Regions from separate parts of the Rattus norvegicus genome. Here region 2 is linked to region 1. A link is a contact called in public Hi-C data. All regions are on one chromosome and are shown on one strand. The core of a region is the stretch at or near the end of the contact, and the rest is flanking DNA. Distances in the headings are between cores, read along the strand shown. Region 1 overlaps Aff1 (ALF transcription elongation factor 1). Region 2 holds the start of Aff1 (ALF transcription elongation factor 1).

Region 1 (7,949 bases), core at 2,297-4,796:
GGTGGCTAATAAACCCTCGGTTGTGAATCAGCATCCAATGCTACAGGATGGGACACTCTGCAGTTGTAAGCTGAGGAAAGGCTACTCTATACCTGCCTGCTGTCTGTGGGGTGCTGTTCTGTCCGAGGCATCACCTTCTGGGTCACCGTGGCAGCAGAGAGATGAAGGGCGCAGGGTGCGTGGTGCTTGTGTGTACAACGGCTCAGGATTGACACAGAAGGGGCTGTTCCACTGAAAACGATAGATTTGTGGGCTGCGTTCCAGGTTTCTGATGTAGGAAAACTGTTTTGGATTTAGCCCTTTTGTTTTTCTTTGTGTTTAAAAGTACATGCAGACTATAAACTGGAGTTTTTGCAGTAACCCGCATCTGATGCTTTCTGTTTAGCTAGAGAAGAGGTGGAGGCAAAGGGAGTCAGTCTTGGCTCCAGGTCTCTCCCATCTCATCACTCCCTGTGCTGTCCTTTATGCACATAAAGGCTTGTGCACGTGGGTGTGTGCACACATTCGTGTCCGTGTTCACTCATGTGCTTTTAGAAAGTAAATATTACAGTGGAAGTGAGGTAGGGCTCAGTTTTAGTTTTAAGCAAATATTTGGGGGCTGGAGAGATGGCTTAGCATTTATGAGTTCATACTACTCTTCCAGAGGACCCGGGTTTGATTCATAACACCCTGCCATGCAGCTTACAGCCTAGTGTGTAACTCCAGTTCCAGGGATTGTGACAGCCTCCTTTGCTGGCTTCTCTGGGAGTACCTACATAGATGTCACACACATGCACACACATGCACACGTACACGCACATGAATACAGACAGAGGGGGTGCCTCCAGCTTCCAGCTCTTCCCTAGGATGAAGTTGATGGTGCCTTCCTCCTCAGGGCAGTTGCTATTGTTCCAGTAGTAAAGGGTGGGTCCTGAAGCCAACCCACCACTGTCATCAGTTCCCAGCGCTGTCGAGGTTTTTAAATCGAGCTCTCTCTTGCTTCCTTTGCAGCAGCCGTACTCCAATGAAGTCCACTGTGTTGAAGAGATTCTGAAGGTGAGTTGATAATTACTGTATCGTTTGAAGAAGCACCGTACCCCTCAGATGCACACCCACGTGAGTCCACTCTAGTGAGCAGTGCCGGTCCAGCGCTCTAGCAGATTTTACTCGCTGAGATGAAGTTTACAAACAACAAGAATTTAGAGCAGTGTTTTTTGAAATCCTCAAGTTCTGCTTTCCCATAAAGACTGAGGGCTGTGCTCATCTCCCAGAGAAGAAACACCTTTTACGGGCACAGCATTAAATAGCCCTGTGTCCATGGTCTAGCTTTTTATGCAGTGAAACCTGGTACATACGACCTCTTTCTTGAGATCTTGAAACTTGAAATGAGTGGACGCTAGTGTGATGGTGGATGCTTTAGTCTAGAACTCCACTGCAGAAGCGGGAAGGTGATCTGTGTGACTCAGGTCAGCCATGGACACTCAGTGAGATCCTGTGACGCACAGGCACGCATGCACACACGGAAATGGAGGGTCATATTCAGACTTCCACGTTGGGTTGTTTTTGTTTGCTTGTTTATTTGGGTCGTGCGAGCACCTTGTTGCTATAAATGTATCACTGTGTGCATTGCCTCCTGTAAGTGTATTGTCACACACCTTACCCACCTGTGCCCACACATACATTACCCACTTGCTCTGGTTTTCTTGCACTGGAATGATGTATTCCTTTAAAAAACAACAAAACAAAATTAACCTTAGTAGATTCTTGAACTATGAGCTTTCTTCCCTCAAGTCAGAGGAAACTGCACAAACTGTCACATGACCCATTCTTTTCTTTGATTCCTAGGAATTTCAAGATTAATTTCTTGCTTGTGTTCAGCAGTTGTAATAACCTGGGGGGGGTTTCCTCTGTGTTTCTTATTTCCTCTATGACTTATGATTTGCTTCTGTTGGTCTTAATAATACTCTTGTATCTTTTATTGTAACGTTTGGTTCTTTTAAGTTCTAGATCTGTGGATTTTAATCTCTACTGTTCATTATTTTTTCTCTAAAATACATATTTGCCCCAAATTTGACTCTGATACCCCCCACCTTCACTGCAAAGATACTAAGCAGTGCTGCTATTTGCAGCCAGTAGACAGGAATATTGGTTACACTCTCCATTGTGAGTTTCACTAAAGCTCCAGTTTCCCTAATGTAATGCCTAAGGCGTTTTGGGAAGAGTGGACGTTCTTCCGGACTACCACAGACGGCCTAGAGTCCACAAGAGTTACTGTACCTCTCAGCTGCCAGCTTTCTCAGGCCTCAGGTGATGTTAGAACTGATTGGTAGTTAAAAGTCACAAATATCACAATTGTAATAAGTTATCGGGAAACATTCGGATGATGTTTCAAGCTCTTCGTCGACTTCCACACTTAGAAGTACAGCAAAGAGCTCACTGCCGTCTGATCGAAGAAGTGCCTGGAACTCTGTTTCAGTTGAATGTGGTGCAGCTTCTGAGGTTGGGGTTGCATTCTCAAATCTCAACACCTGAGTTGCTACACACCCGGCCTTTCAAAAAATCACCCCCTCCCTCTAAGTTTCTACTCGGTGTATTTTTGCCTTCAGGTATCCACTCACTTACCAAAATAATTCCCACCGAATAAGCGGTCAGAGTTAGTGATGTCTGCAGCCCAGGATTCAGGCCACTCTTCCTGGCTGACATTGATCCAGTTAGGGCAAAGCAGATGGTCTGCAGAAGATGAGGCAGGAGTACACTCTTAATAGGAAGTATTCAGGTCCCACGCCAGGGGCTGAGGAGACAGCTCGGTGGTTAAGAGCTCTCTAAGAGCTCAGTCAATGCTGGCCAACATTCTCGCCTGTGGCTGTGGCCGCTCACAGGGGCAGTAGGAAGGGCCAGCGAGGCACTGCACGTGTGCACTCCCCACATGTGCCACCTTGGGTTACCGGGGAGCTGGGATGACATCACTGAAGGGAAGCCAAGCGGCACCTTGAGCATGGGGTGCTAGGGGGGAGGAGGCCATGCAGTGAGACTAGGGTCTGCCTCTGGGGACAGAGTCGCAGGGATTGTTAAGGTCCTTTTGCAGCTAACTGTGATCACGTGACCTCATTGCCTTGGCTTCCTGCAGGGCTTAGGCTAGTCATTTAGGTCTTTTTTTTTTTCTTTTCTTTTTTTAATTTTAAATTTGTCAAAAGTAAGTTTCTTCGTTTGTGAAATTCTTATCTAACATTTTTGCTCTCTTCCAGAAGTGTTTGTGTGCACGTGTGTATACACACTTATGTGCACGTTTGTGATTATGTGCTTAATCAACAATACCTGTCTCCCCTCAAGTGTTTAAGCAAAGCAACGTAAATTCCCCGATTGTGCTGAGAAACATATTAATTTGTAGCCTTTAACCGAGGAAATAGGGAGTCACGATTAAAGTTTAGCTAGGGAAAGTAAATGTCCCGCTTCTGAAGCCCGCTGAAGGTGTTGCCAGGGAAGGGTCAAATCTATTAGAACCCTCCCGAGCGGAGCAAGTGGCCTCAATGACTTGTTTGTTTAAGTCCAGCAGGAAAGTTCTTCCTTTGAACTTCAATAATTCCCGGAAGCTCAGTGGAGAAGCTAGGGGCAGAATGTGCTGAACCGGGGCCCTTCCCGGCTCAGCCTTCCCCTCACTGCCTGCTGCTTCGGTGCCCAGGGCTGCCCAGGGCTGCCCGAGCCCTGCTGGCACCTGCTGAGCTCTTGTGCACTGTGATGGCCGTCCATGCTGGGCCCGTTCAGTTTCTGCTCCACTGCCCTTAAGCTGGTCTTTGTCAGTTTTGTAAGTTCAGCTTCCAGTGTAGCCTGGTACAAGCATTGCTCCGAAAGCAAATGGAATAAGAGCCTGTGAGGTGGTTTTTTTTTTTTTTTTTTTTGGATCTCCAAGTCCACTTCGAGGTTGTAAGTTCAAAACTAACCCGATGTTCCACTTACATTTGCCTTCTCTCCCTTTTCCAAACCTCTTTCTAGGAAATGACCCACTCGTGGCCGTCTCCTCTGACTGCCATACACACACCCAGTACAGCCGAGCCGTCCAGATTTCCTTTCCCTACAAAGGTAATTCCATAAATCACGACAGGCACGATATCTGGAGCAGAGGGAGTGCCGGGTGTACCGCTGGTGCCGTCTCCTCCACCGTGAGAATACAGGGTGTTGCTCTGATCGTTGATGGCTGGGATCTTTGGAGACTGGGCTAAAGGTCACAGTTTGGCTTTTACGGTACTTCAAGGCTCTTAGATACGTTATTCTCCTTCTCATGTTGGTAAGAATGTCCTAGAATCGTATAGGGCTTTATATACATCTTGCAGCATTCAGAACGTCTTAATCCAGTTTCTGTTTTGACGGCCTATCCCCTAGAGAATATAGGGAGAGGGAAACAAAGCGAGATAGACTGACTAGAGTTTGGGTTCTAGACACATACAAACCTTGCTTATCTCATACTTCCTCAATTTTTTTTTTTTTTTTTTTTTTTTTTTGGAAGTGAACAGCTAACACTAATGTTGGTTTCCAAAACAACCAAACAGGCTATGGACATGTTTTCAGTGGCGTATGGAGACAGCCGTCCTTTTCTTTTTGGCTTATACTTTAAAATATATTTTTCTGTTTTATTTTCTGAGTCTGGGTTTTTTGCCTGCATGCATGACTTCGTGTGCCCACAGAGATCAGAAGAGGCTGATGGCTCCCCCGGTACTGGTGTATTAGATGATTGCGAACCATCCTGTTGGTGCTGGGAATCAAACTCTGATCTGTGGGAGAGCCAACACCCCTCCCAATCATGAGCCGGCTCTCAGTTCCCACTGCACACGTTCAGAAAGTATCCTGAGCACTGGGGCCTGTCTGGCTGGATGGGCACGCATTCAGATTTCTAAGAACCCTTTCTATGGTCCTTGTTTTCAGGCACTCTACCTACAAACCCCGTATCCCCGTATTTAATACTTTTAAACGATAATAACAATACTTTTAAACAAAGTATTATTATTATTTAACAATCTATAACAAAGTATTTAACATTATATAACAAAGTATTTAATAACAATACTTTTAAACAAAGAAGATCCATTAATAATGGCTTTCAAATAAAGCCTTAAGCCATGCAAAAACAACTGTCCAAACCCAAAGGAAAAAGTAAATTCTCAGAAAGCCTGGAAGCAAGGAAAGTGATTCCACGCAGAGATCAGATTGGTCAGCGTCTGTCTCCTCTGTTCAGTGTGACTGGCGATTGACTGGAGGCCCGGGCGGTTTGTGGCACACACACAGTGGCATGTAGGAGGGAGGCGGGCAGTTTTTGTCATGTGGTGACATGTAAGTGTAGGCAGGCGGTGAATAGACCGATTGTCCCAGTCACTATTGGTACACTTTTCTCTACATTTGAGTTTTAGGCAACTGTCGTTTGCTATAAAGTCTGCACGGTGCTGCTGTAACAGTGAACTTTTCTTCCTAGGATCCTCTGCACATCAGTTCTGCAACCCAAAGCCAAAGTAAGTGAATGCCTACAGTTTGTATCGCCTTACAGAAGAGAGATGTGTTTTGCTTTTGCTTTTAATAATTGTTAACAGACTTGGTAATGATACACACATAGCAAATGCCCACAGGAACGAAACAGAACAAAGCCCTGAGCCACTCTGTAGGTTTAATATGAAGTGAGCTGTTTTCGTTAAATTCTAAACAAATACTAGTTAATATTACACGCAACATTTTTAAAGTTTTTGTTCGTTTGTTTCTCAGATTTATTTATTTTATGTGTACAAGTACACTGTAGCTGTCTTCACACACACACACCAGAAGAGAGCATTGGATACCATTACAGATGGATGTGAGCCACCATGCGGGTGCTGGGGATTGAACTCAGGACCTCTGGAAGAGCAGTGTTCCTAACCAATTAGTCTCTCCATCCCTTGTTTCTTGTTTTTCAAGACAAGGCTTTTCTGTGTAGCCCTGGCTGTCCTAGAACTCACTTTGCAGACTAGGCTGGGCTCTAACTCAGATCCGCCTCTAGATGTCTAGGCCACAGGACAACAATTTGAAAGTGTGAGAGCTGCTGCCACCATGAGGAGCAAGTGGGTAGCTGCAAGCACAGAAGGGTTTAAGAGTAGCTCACCCAACATTGGTCCCCTGGACCCTGTGTCCAGACAAATCAGTTGCTTCCCGGCTGGCACACTGCCTTACTTTCGGTCGCCTTTAGGGTACATCAGGGCAGTCCTCAGGGATGAGTCTCTCTGCAGCACTCTGCTGTTTCCCTGAACTTTCTATCCTGGATCCGGTTTTGTGAGCTAGGCTCTCACCGGTGTTCCTGCTGGCCACTGCACACTGTACACCCAACCTCACCTGGGACAGACCCAGGGCTTGACCCCTCCACCTCTCCTCATGGGTTCTCCTTCCTGAAGGTCTTCACTCTGGTAGAACCCCACACGGTCTCTCTGATCCAGCCATTGCAAACTTTCCGTAATTTGCCTTTGGTCATTACAATCCTGGAATCAATCTCAGGACAGTAAATTTACATAATTGCCCCATGCACTTACCTCAGACTGCCCTAGGTTGTAGATGTTTGTAGGCCTGTTTAGTGTCCCTCGGGCAACTGCAAGCACGTTTGCAGACGGGGCCAGATGTCTGTATATTGGTTTCTACAGGGGTGTCTATAAATAGGCACTAAGTGAATGAATTAGGCCATGGGAGATTGTCTCCAGGAGGGACAGGTATGGGAGAGAGGCTGTGCAGTCGCAGATGGACCTGAGAGTCAAGCCAGGTGGGATTTGAGAACAGAATTGTCATGGCGCACCCATGAGGGCCCAGTCGACTGTCACCAAGAACAGGAACCGTCCCCCTCAGTTAAGAGCAGGTTGGATCCCACTCTTAAGCTCTGTGTTCAGAGTGGCTCTGGCTGAATGTCCATTGCTGCTGTTCTGTTTCCGAATAAGCATTCTTTCACGAGACTGTAAATGCCGTGCCTGAGAGGCTGCGTCACGTGCAGATCGGTAATGTGCCTGGGTAACCGGGAGAAGCAGAGAAGAGGGAACTTAGAGCGAGCGGTTGTATAAACCTCGTGTTTCCATGCTGTTCTGACTGTATCTTCCTCCCCACAGAACAATACGATGCACCTTCAAAAACCCACCCCAACCCCCAGCAAGGAACATCGTAAGTAAAAATGGGAAACGAACCCTCATTCATTAAAATCTGATAATTTGCAGCGTCGAGATTTCCCCTGTAGGTCCATTGTGTAGGCTGCCCCTCCTCCCCCTGCTCTCAGTTCATGAGTTCATGAAAGGGCTTCACTGTAGAGGGCATAACCCTGGTTATGGCAGATTCAAGGTTTATGCGCTGTAGGGGAATGTGCTGAGGGGTTTTCTGGAGAGAAAGGCTTTGAGTTATTATTTATGCATCGACCGTGGAACTCCAGAGGCTTTCGCTTTTAGAACTTCGAACTTAAGTAGCCCTAGCTTTGGAAATTAACTCTGGGAGAAGTGCGGGATGAGATTCTTCTGCCGTTTTCCAGCCCATTTAGTGTCAGCGTCCTGTTCTGCCCCCTGCTGGTCTTGTCCAGGTCAGGCACATCTAGATGGGGTTTTTGGAAACACTTAGCTTTCATGCTATGGGTGTTTCCCTCAGCATTTTGACCCAATTTGTTTCTCAAAAGTATCCAGTCACTATTTCTTTACCGCCTTCCCCCTGGAAGTAATTTCCAGGGACTGAGTGAAGTGAGATCCTCAGGCTTCTCCCTCTGTGTCTGTGGGTCTCCCGCACCCGTGCACTGACAGGTTAGATGGACGTTGCATGAGTTCAAAGGCCTGCTGCTTTCTTCTGTGTGTCCCCAGTACCCAAGGAGTCTAGAAGAGGGCATTAGATCACCTGGAACTGGAGTTATAGGTGGATGTGAACCACCATGTAGGTGCTGGGATTTGAACTCTGGTCCTCTGGAGAAGCAGCCAGTGATCTTCTACGCTGAGCCATCTCTC
Region 2 (7,949 bases), core at 2,617-5,116, 63 kb before region 1:
AAAAAGCTAATGAAAAGGTCTTACCAGCATTCAGGAGGTACAATGATTACCCACTCACCTTGTAAAACCTGCCCTCTCTGCTAACTTGAGCACCCCGGGCTCCGTGGGAGTAAGGTAGAAATGGAAAGTTGTTCTTCTGTTGTGTGGGTGATTTGTGCTGTGTTGTCCCACAGTAGCTTTCTCTCATTAAGAGAACATCTGCTGGATAATAAGGCAACTCTACATTTAAACCTTTTAATGAATCAATTATTAATTGGGATAGTCTTCTACGTAGTTTTTGGCTGGCTTAGAACTTGCCACATAGACCAGGCCTCAAAGTGACCCACTTTCCTCTGCCTCTGCCTGTGTGCTGGAACTAAAGGTGTACGTCATTTCTGCAGCTAGACTTCAGCAGGCTTGATCTTAGGTGCTCCCGAGACAAATATCAGGGAAACTGAGCCTCACCAAGGTATGGCTTCCAAGGATTTTGTATGGTCTAAGCCTCTCAAGTGGGCTTTGTTTACTTTTATTGCTGAACTAAACCTTGGGTCCTGTACATGGAGATTGTAGAGTACGTGGTACCAAGTGCCATTCTGGCCTCTCGGTAATTTACTCCCAGCATCCTCTGGGGCAGAGTCTCCTGGACTTCTCCTAGTATGAGTAGATTATTAGTGAGATTTTTGGAGTATTCTGACTTACATTACAAACTACTTAGCATTCAGGGACTCTTATAAGGTCTAATTCAAATCCTATTCCATTTCCATGTAGATATTTGCTGTATTTTTCTTGTCATTTTATATTTAAATTGTCTCAACAATTCTCTGTTGAGAGATGAGAGTGTAGTCACTTGTTTATTTATTTTGCGGCGTGAGGGTCAGACAAACGATGCCCTGGTGTAGCTAGGAAGGCTCTGCCAAGCCATACGCAACCTGAAAATAAATTTAAAAAAATGTTTTATTAGATAGATTCTCATATGTAATGCTGGCTGGTCTGGAACATGGAGCTCTGCCTGCCTCTGCTTCCTGAGTGCTGGGTTAAAGGTATATGTGACTGTGTCCAACCTATTTTTGCCATCCACATCTCGATAAATTTTTAGTGATTTTTATTTTATAATAAATCTGTACAGGGTTGAAACAGGACTATGCATGCAGAAGAAAGGTGTGAGATGCTGGTTTTCTTCAGATGGGCCTTTCTCCTAAGTATAATACTAATGCCATTTATAGCAGATTTTGAATGAATGACATCATACGTCCCTTAGAAAATGGTTTAGTGTTTCCATAGAATTATGTGTATCATTTTGTATGTCTTTAAGTTTGTTTGTTTGGTGTTTGAGACAGGGTTTCTTTGTGTAGCCCTGACTATACTGGAATTAGATCTGCCTTCCTGAATGCTGAAGTTAAAGGCCTATACCACCACAACCTGTCCTGTTTTATTTCATGAACTATCTCTATACAGTCCAAGAAAGTCTTGAGATTTTGATCCTCCCGCGTCAGCCTCCAAGGCAGCTGGGTAAAATTATTGGTGTGAGTCTCTCCTTCCAGGAAGTTATTTTTATAGCATCGTTCTCAAACTCTCAAGAGGATCTCTCACCTACTCATGGAGGGTTTCTAAATGCTGATTTACTTATTTTTATGTGTATGAGTGGTCTGTGTGCATGTATACCTGTATGCCACGTGTGTGCCTGATTCCTGCAAACAGAGGACGAAGGTTTCTGATCCCTTGGAACTGGAGTTAAGGACACCTAAGGGCTACAACATGGATGCTAAGAGAGAGATTGAACCTGGGTCCTCTGGAAGAGCAGATGAGCCCTCTCTCCAGTCCCTCAGGCATGATTTTGGAACCTATTGCTCTTTAAGTCTAGCAGGTGCTGTGAATCTCTTTCTCTGTTGTCATGGTGCTCCGACAGTTTAGGAGACTGCCTCACCTGTGGCAAGCTTCCCCAAATGCTTAGAAGGTAAAACCTTATCTTTGCAATAAACACTGAAAGTTGTTTTCCTAGAAGAGAGACTTGCCGGATGCCCAAGTCAGAAAACCTGTGAATTGTTATCTCAAGGAGACATGGTCCACGAAGAAACAACTAGTTCTGGTTGGTTTCTCTCTCCAGTCACTTTCACACGGGATCAGCCTCAGGGCCGCTGCTGTGCTTCTGAGCTCAGAACAGGGCTTTCTGTGCACTTTCTGTTTTGTCAGAAAGAGGAGGAGGGGGAGGAAGAATAGGAGGAGGGGGGAGGGGGAGGAAGGGAGAGACAGGGGAAAAAAAAAAGACCCGTACTTCAGAGTCAAGATTCAAAGGACTAGTTACCTCATCAAGGGCATTCCTAAAGTACACGAGTTCCCCAAACTACTAATGTACGTGGCGAAGAGAGCGGTGGCTGGCAAGTAGCCTCACTTGCTACCACAGCCTTCATTCCTGTGAAGGCGTCAGTCGTTCTCCACCAGTAGAGCTAAAGCCAGCGGAGTGAAAGACAAGCATTGTCTTGTGTTCTTATGTAAGTGGTTCTAACCTCTGAGAGGCCCTCCCAGGAGTCTGGAGACCTTACATTGCAGTTAGTGCGGAACCTTGCAGTCTTTAGGAACTGGGCTATCAGTTACATGAACAATATAATGCGGTGAGTCCCTGGTCGAACCCGGAGCGCACCAAGGAAGTGTCCTTTCATCAGCAGGCTGGTCCTGAATGCCCAAGTTAAGTCTTCTCCCTGCCTTTCGGCCCACCGTCGTTCTAGCCGCTTCCCAGGCAAAGCCTGGTGTCTTTCCTGTGTCTGAGTTGACGCAATTTTCGATTGTGCTTTCGAGCGTTTACGTTGGTTTGCATCATGGTTTTTGTTTGGGGAGGGAAGCAATTCTTTTAATTTATTAGCGGACTTCCCTGAATGGCTGTCTTCTGTGTAATCCGCATATTGCCCCAAGAGGGAAGTCGTTGTATAAACACTTGTTTCTGGGCACTTTCAAAACTGAAAGCAAAGTTGAAGAAGGGTTGCTTGCGGATCTCCGATGTTTCCGAGGGCAAGCCCCGCGGGGGCGGCCAGAAGCAGCGAGGGCCGTGATCGAGTGCTCCCACTCCCGGCACACCCCCACGGCAGCGGGACCCCGAGGTCCCAGCCCGAGCTCTGGGGTCTCTGCAGCGCGCGTTTCCACCCGGCGGAGCCGGAGGTAGTGGCGGCCAAGCGCGCTGCCCTTAAAAGGAGGCGGGCCGTACCACCGCGGAGCCCGCGGGGGGGTCCCGGCAAGCTCGAGCACTCGAGGGGAGCCGAGCGCCGCGCTCATCGCCCTCGAAGTGCGGGCGAACCGGGAGTGGGGACCCCGCCGCGGGTGGCGCCCACGCACCGCTCGGTCTCTGGTGACCCGAGAGTGCCCCAGGGCGACGGGGAGCGCTGCTCCCCGGGCTCTAGGGAGGTGCGGCTCGCCCGGCGGCCCCCGGTGCCCGGATGTCCGTCAGGCTCGGCGCGAGCTGAGGCTCGGGGGGGGGGGGGGGCGGAGGCGGTGCTGAGGACGCAGAGCTGAGGACGCGGCGGCAGAGAGCGCTGCGTCTGCCCGGCAGTATCGCCGACGGCTGGGGCCGATGCTGAACCCAGAGCTGGTGGTGGGAGCCCGCGGGGCGAGCGCGCTGATGGACTTGGGACGCCAGGCAGTGTGAGCCGAGCCATGGCAGCCCACTCCAGGTGAGGCTTGCGCAGGGGGCGTCAGGGACCCGAGAGTGGCCACGGGGCCGGGGCAGGGGCGGCGCGGGTGGGAGTGAGGAGACGTCGGGGGGCGGGGACCGCAGGAAGCCGCTGGATCGCTGCTATCTCATCCCCGGAGTGTCGGGCAGAAAACAGTGTCTGCACCGGGTGCAAAGGGACCGCCCGGAAAGTTGAGGTTAAAGATCCCGTTTCTGACCCGAAGAACTGTTATTTTCGGGAAGTGAAGTTGGTTTCTCGGGTCTGCCGGAGCCTGGATTTTCATTGGCGTGCCCTGTGCACTCTCATCCGGCTCTCCTAGTTGGCCATTTGGCGTCGTCAGAAGTTTGGAAGCGCACTTAATGGAAACTAAAATTCGCCCTGGAGAGAGAGGGAAATTTGCCTGGTGAGCAATGAAGATTTTTTTCCCTGCTAGAATGTACGATTCCACATAAAACGGCACAGTCGGAGTGAATCTGCTGAGTAGGCAAAGGCCGGAATGCGACGGGTTGGTGAAGGGGAGTCTGGCTAATGACCCGCAGTTGCTGTCAGGGGAGCGCCCTGTACAGCAAGGGCCGAGTCCTGCCTTCTCTGGGGTTTGCAGGTTTAAGAAGGAACCTTAAAATTTGACCGCGCACCGGTGATTGCCCCAAGATTCAGGGTGTTGGGTTTCATCCGGCTTTGGTCTCTACAGCTGTTGGTAGTCAGGGAAAACGGGGCCGCCGTATCTTTTCAAAACTTTCTTTCGCCAGAAGGCAGTGTGGCTGCTGACAGGTTTACAATTATGGAAAGGCTCTTTAGTCTAATACTTGATTCGGGATAGTGATTTGGTGACCTATCTGGACGCTGAGCTGAACTAATTTTAGGTCTGAAGATCATGGAGGGCAGTAGATTTGTAAACGTTAGAGACTGAGTAGATATAACTTGAATTTTTCTAAGAGATAAAACTTTCTAGGAAGGAACTTCTCTAAATAGAAAACCCCCTAAGTGCGTTTTACTTTAAAAACAAGTTTAATCCTTTCAAACTGGCTTAATGGTGTCTCCATTTTATTGGGTGTTGGAAGGAAGGGGTTCCTAAGGGAACAAAGGAATGGGGAACAGAAGTTGCATCTTTATAAAACCTTTTGCTAAATGCTAACCAAAAAGTAACGTTTAGCTTTTAGCATAAACAGAACCTGTAGATTTTCGTAACATCACAGTGACTGCAATGCCTTCAATCCCTAACGTTTCCCATCGCTTCAAATTAAGGAGCCGTTTGTCTTCCTTGGCTAGTAATAAAAATATGCTATTTTAGCAGGATATGGTTGCCCACGCCTTTAATCCCAGAACTCGCCTTTAATCCCAGCACTCAGAAGGCAGAGGCAGGAGGATCCCCATGAGTTCTGGGGAAAGCCTGATCTACAAGGAGAGTTGCAGGACAGCCAGAGCTGTTACACAGAGAAACTCTGTCTCAACACCCCCCAAACTATTTTCGCTACTTTGTCAGTAATGCATTTTAGTAAAGACTCTTCTAGATCATTTGTTTCCTTTGTATTGTGTAATTTACTTGTATTAAATATATTACCCCCAGAGTGCCCCTAAGAATCGCACTGCCCCAGGATCCCGTGGCAAACAACTTGAGATTAACGAACCTCCATAAAATCGTTGAAGCCGGCAGAGCGTGGTGATTTGCACCTTAGTTCTATTGTTCCCATTCCTGAGCCCTTAAACTAATGTCAGAGGTAAAATGAGATGAACGATAAATTGGGACCTGTGTCTGCTAGACACAGCGGTAAGCTGCTGTGATTAGATTGCCTCTTCGCTCACCTAAATAAGACAGGCAAGTGCTTTATTATTTGCACTTGGCAGTTAAGGAAACTGAGGCCTAACCAGGTCACACAGGTGCAACATGCCTGACCCCAGACGGACTGCATAGCCGCTACAATGTAGCACTTCCTGCTTACTGTTGCTTCTGCTCCAGCAGCTGCAAAACCTCAGAGTAAGAGCCAGAAAGCGATCTCTGCAGTCTGCTCGGTGCAGCATCTTTAATCTCAGGCATCAATGTGGCTGCTCAACACATCAGCCAAGACTCCGGCGTCCTTTACCTGGCCTGGTCACATGCTCTGGCACTAGAAACAAAAACCACAGAGCATCATGGTTGGTTGTTTTCTTAGCCTGCGTGTGGAGAGTACATACCATGTTGTAAACATCCCTTCGGTTTTGCCTCAAGTGTGCTCCGAGCTTGTGAAGGCATAGTGTGCTGTGTGGTAGAGTAGACAACCCTTTGAGATTTGAATTGAATGTATGGAGAAGGACTGAAGATATTTTTGGATTTCAGGACGCCCCCAAAGTCAGGCCAAGTTTCTTGAAAAGTGCTAAGAGAAATGGAAGCATTCTTTGTGATACTAAAACCACTAGCATGTGTCTTGTAGTGGATTGAAGATTTACTGTCATGACAGTGAACTTGGATGGTCAGGCTCAGTGGACTTAGAGATTCTTCACAGCTCACTGTTTAACCATAGTAGTTAAGAGCACTTCCTGCTCTTAGAGAGGACTGGAGTTCTGTTCCCAGCACCTACATGCAGCTTACAACCATCTGTAACTCCAGTTACAGGAGATCTAGAGACCCTTCTGGCCTCCATGGACCTCAGGCAGGCAGTTAGGATACATACAGGCCAAAGTATACACAATTTTAAAAAAAAAGGGAGGGGGGGAGAAACTCCACCAAACCTACCCCAAGTAGTTTCATTGTGCATAGACATATTTGGAGGTGGGAATTTAGACGGGGGTCTTGCAGGAGTGGAAGTGAATCAGGAACAGGTCCTTTTTTTTTTTTTTTTTTTTTTTTTTTTAAAGATTTATTCATTTATTTTTATGTACAGCATTCTGTCTGCTTATGTGACTGCAGGCCAGAAGAGGGCACCAGATCTCATTACAGATGGTTGTGAGCCACCATGTGGTTGCTGGGAATTGAACTCATGACCTCTGGGAGAGCAGTCAGTGCTCTTAACCGCTGAGCCATCTCTCCAGCCCAACAGGTCCTGATTTAAAGCGGACTTGAATGAGCTCAGCTGCATTCGCTTCTCTATGTGGCTCAAGGCAGGATGCTGTCAGCTTCTGGTATTCCCATATCAGTTGTGAATGAGAGTGCTAAGTGTTTATGGGCTCAGTAGCTGCTTTAAAACTAAGATTATATAGCCCTCCCTCTCCCCTCCCAAATCCTGAAAGTCGTTGTGCTTTGGTGGTGGTGGTGGTGGTGGTGGTGGTGGTGGTGGTGGTGGTGGTGGTGGTGGTGGTTGTGCTGCTGCCGCCACTGCCCCGTCTCCTCCTTCTCCCTCCCTCCCTCCTCCTCCTTCCTCTTCTTTAATGCTGGGAGTCAATATATAGAACGGGCTGGCCTCAAACTCACAGTTCCACCTGCCTCTTTTGGGGTCAGTGGCATGTGCCACCTTGGCAAGGATAGATTTCTTTGTAGTGGAAGACATTTATTAACTACCCTTTGGGGAAAAAAAAAAACCCATGGTTTATTTAGGATCAGAGTTGTGAGTTAGTTACAGCTTCTCTGGAACCTGTACACATAACACACCCTGAACACACTTCCTTGAGAGAACTGGTAGGAGCTTGATTTCCTCAACGTGAAACAGTTACAGATCATAATAAGAGTTTCTGGAATCTCATCTGGGTAGAGGTCATTCTGCCTGCAACTATTGCACACATAGTAAATTCGGTGTATATGGTCCTTGTCCTATATAGAGTGCTTCCAGGATGGTGAGGAGCAGTGTGGATTGCTAGGATAAAAAGACCCGAGTCTGGCTTCCAGCTCTCCCAGTCCCTCCATTAAAACCATCTGTGGAGTCTAGGATGGACTCTATATCTATCTTCTATCTTAATTAGTTCTAAAAGTGCCTTGTGTTGGGTTTGAGGAGAGACCTGGCAATCCCAGCAAACAGGACTTTACAAACAGGGGAAGGGTATCTGGGTGGTCTGATTGCATCTGGTGGTTGAACTACCAGATCCAGAGAAGCGTCCATACACGGCAAAGGGAGATTAGGTCTGGCCAGCACCTCCCTACCTACCTCTCTCACAGTTTTCCTTTGGAATTTGACACTAGTCAGTGTTAATGAAGCCCTGGAGTCAAAGAAGTAAAGTCAGGTTGTTCCCAAGATTCTTCTGAAGCCAGGTTTTTATCGGTTTAGCTATTCTAGTGAGGGAAGCTCTTCCTGTTGAGTAAAGTATGATCCCTAAGCTGGTACAAAACCAGTTTGGCCCCACCCTGTGCCTCCACCGCCTGCTGGGGAGCTACTGATTACCTGGCTGAAAACCCAGACTGCAAAG

What was found. Hi-C and Micro-C count contacts between places; a contact is called where the count stands out from the background.
Region 2: a contact with region 1 is called in a Hi-C map of liver, with 2.4 times the contacts expected there. The contact joins the promoter of Aff1 here to the enhancer-like site in region 1. A contact is called at or near these places in 11 of 12 Hi-C or Micro-C datasets (the A7r5 cell line, the Rat2 cell line, Schwann cells and 6 more) and 1 of 1 datasets of contacts at active chromatin or transcription factors (oligodendrocytes).

What each region holds. Positions count from the first base shown.
Region 1 is chr14:6,201,093-6,209,041 of GRCr8, reverse strand. Aff1 (ALF transcription elongation factor 1) reads left to right here. Exons shown (of 20, transcript NM_001107206.1): 4 at 991-1,035; 5 at 3,970-4,056; 6 at 5,441-5,477; 7 at 7,080-7,131. Among named protein-coding and RNA genes, the nearest start is that of Aff1, 64 kb to the left of the region's middle. Within about 2 kb of position 3,546, at least 7 of the 93 cell types and tissues checked have an H3K27ac peak or open chromatin away from gene starts, as enhancers often do. A contact at or near this core is called in liver, where this site is marked.
Region 2 is chr14:6,264,530-6,272,478 of GRCr8, reverse strand. Aff1 (ALF transcription elongation factor 1) reads left to right here and starts at 3,866. Exons shown (of 20, transcript NM_001107206.1): 1 at 3,866-4,041. The coding sequence starts at 3,998.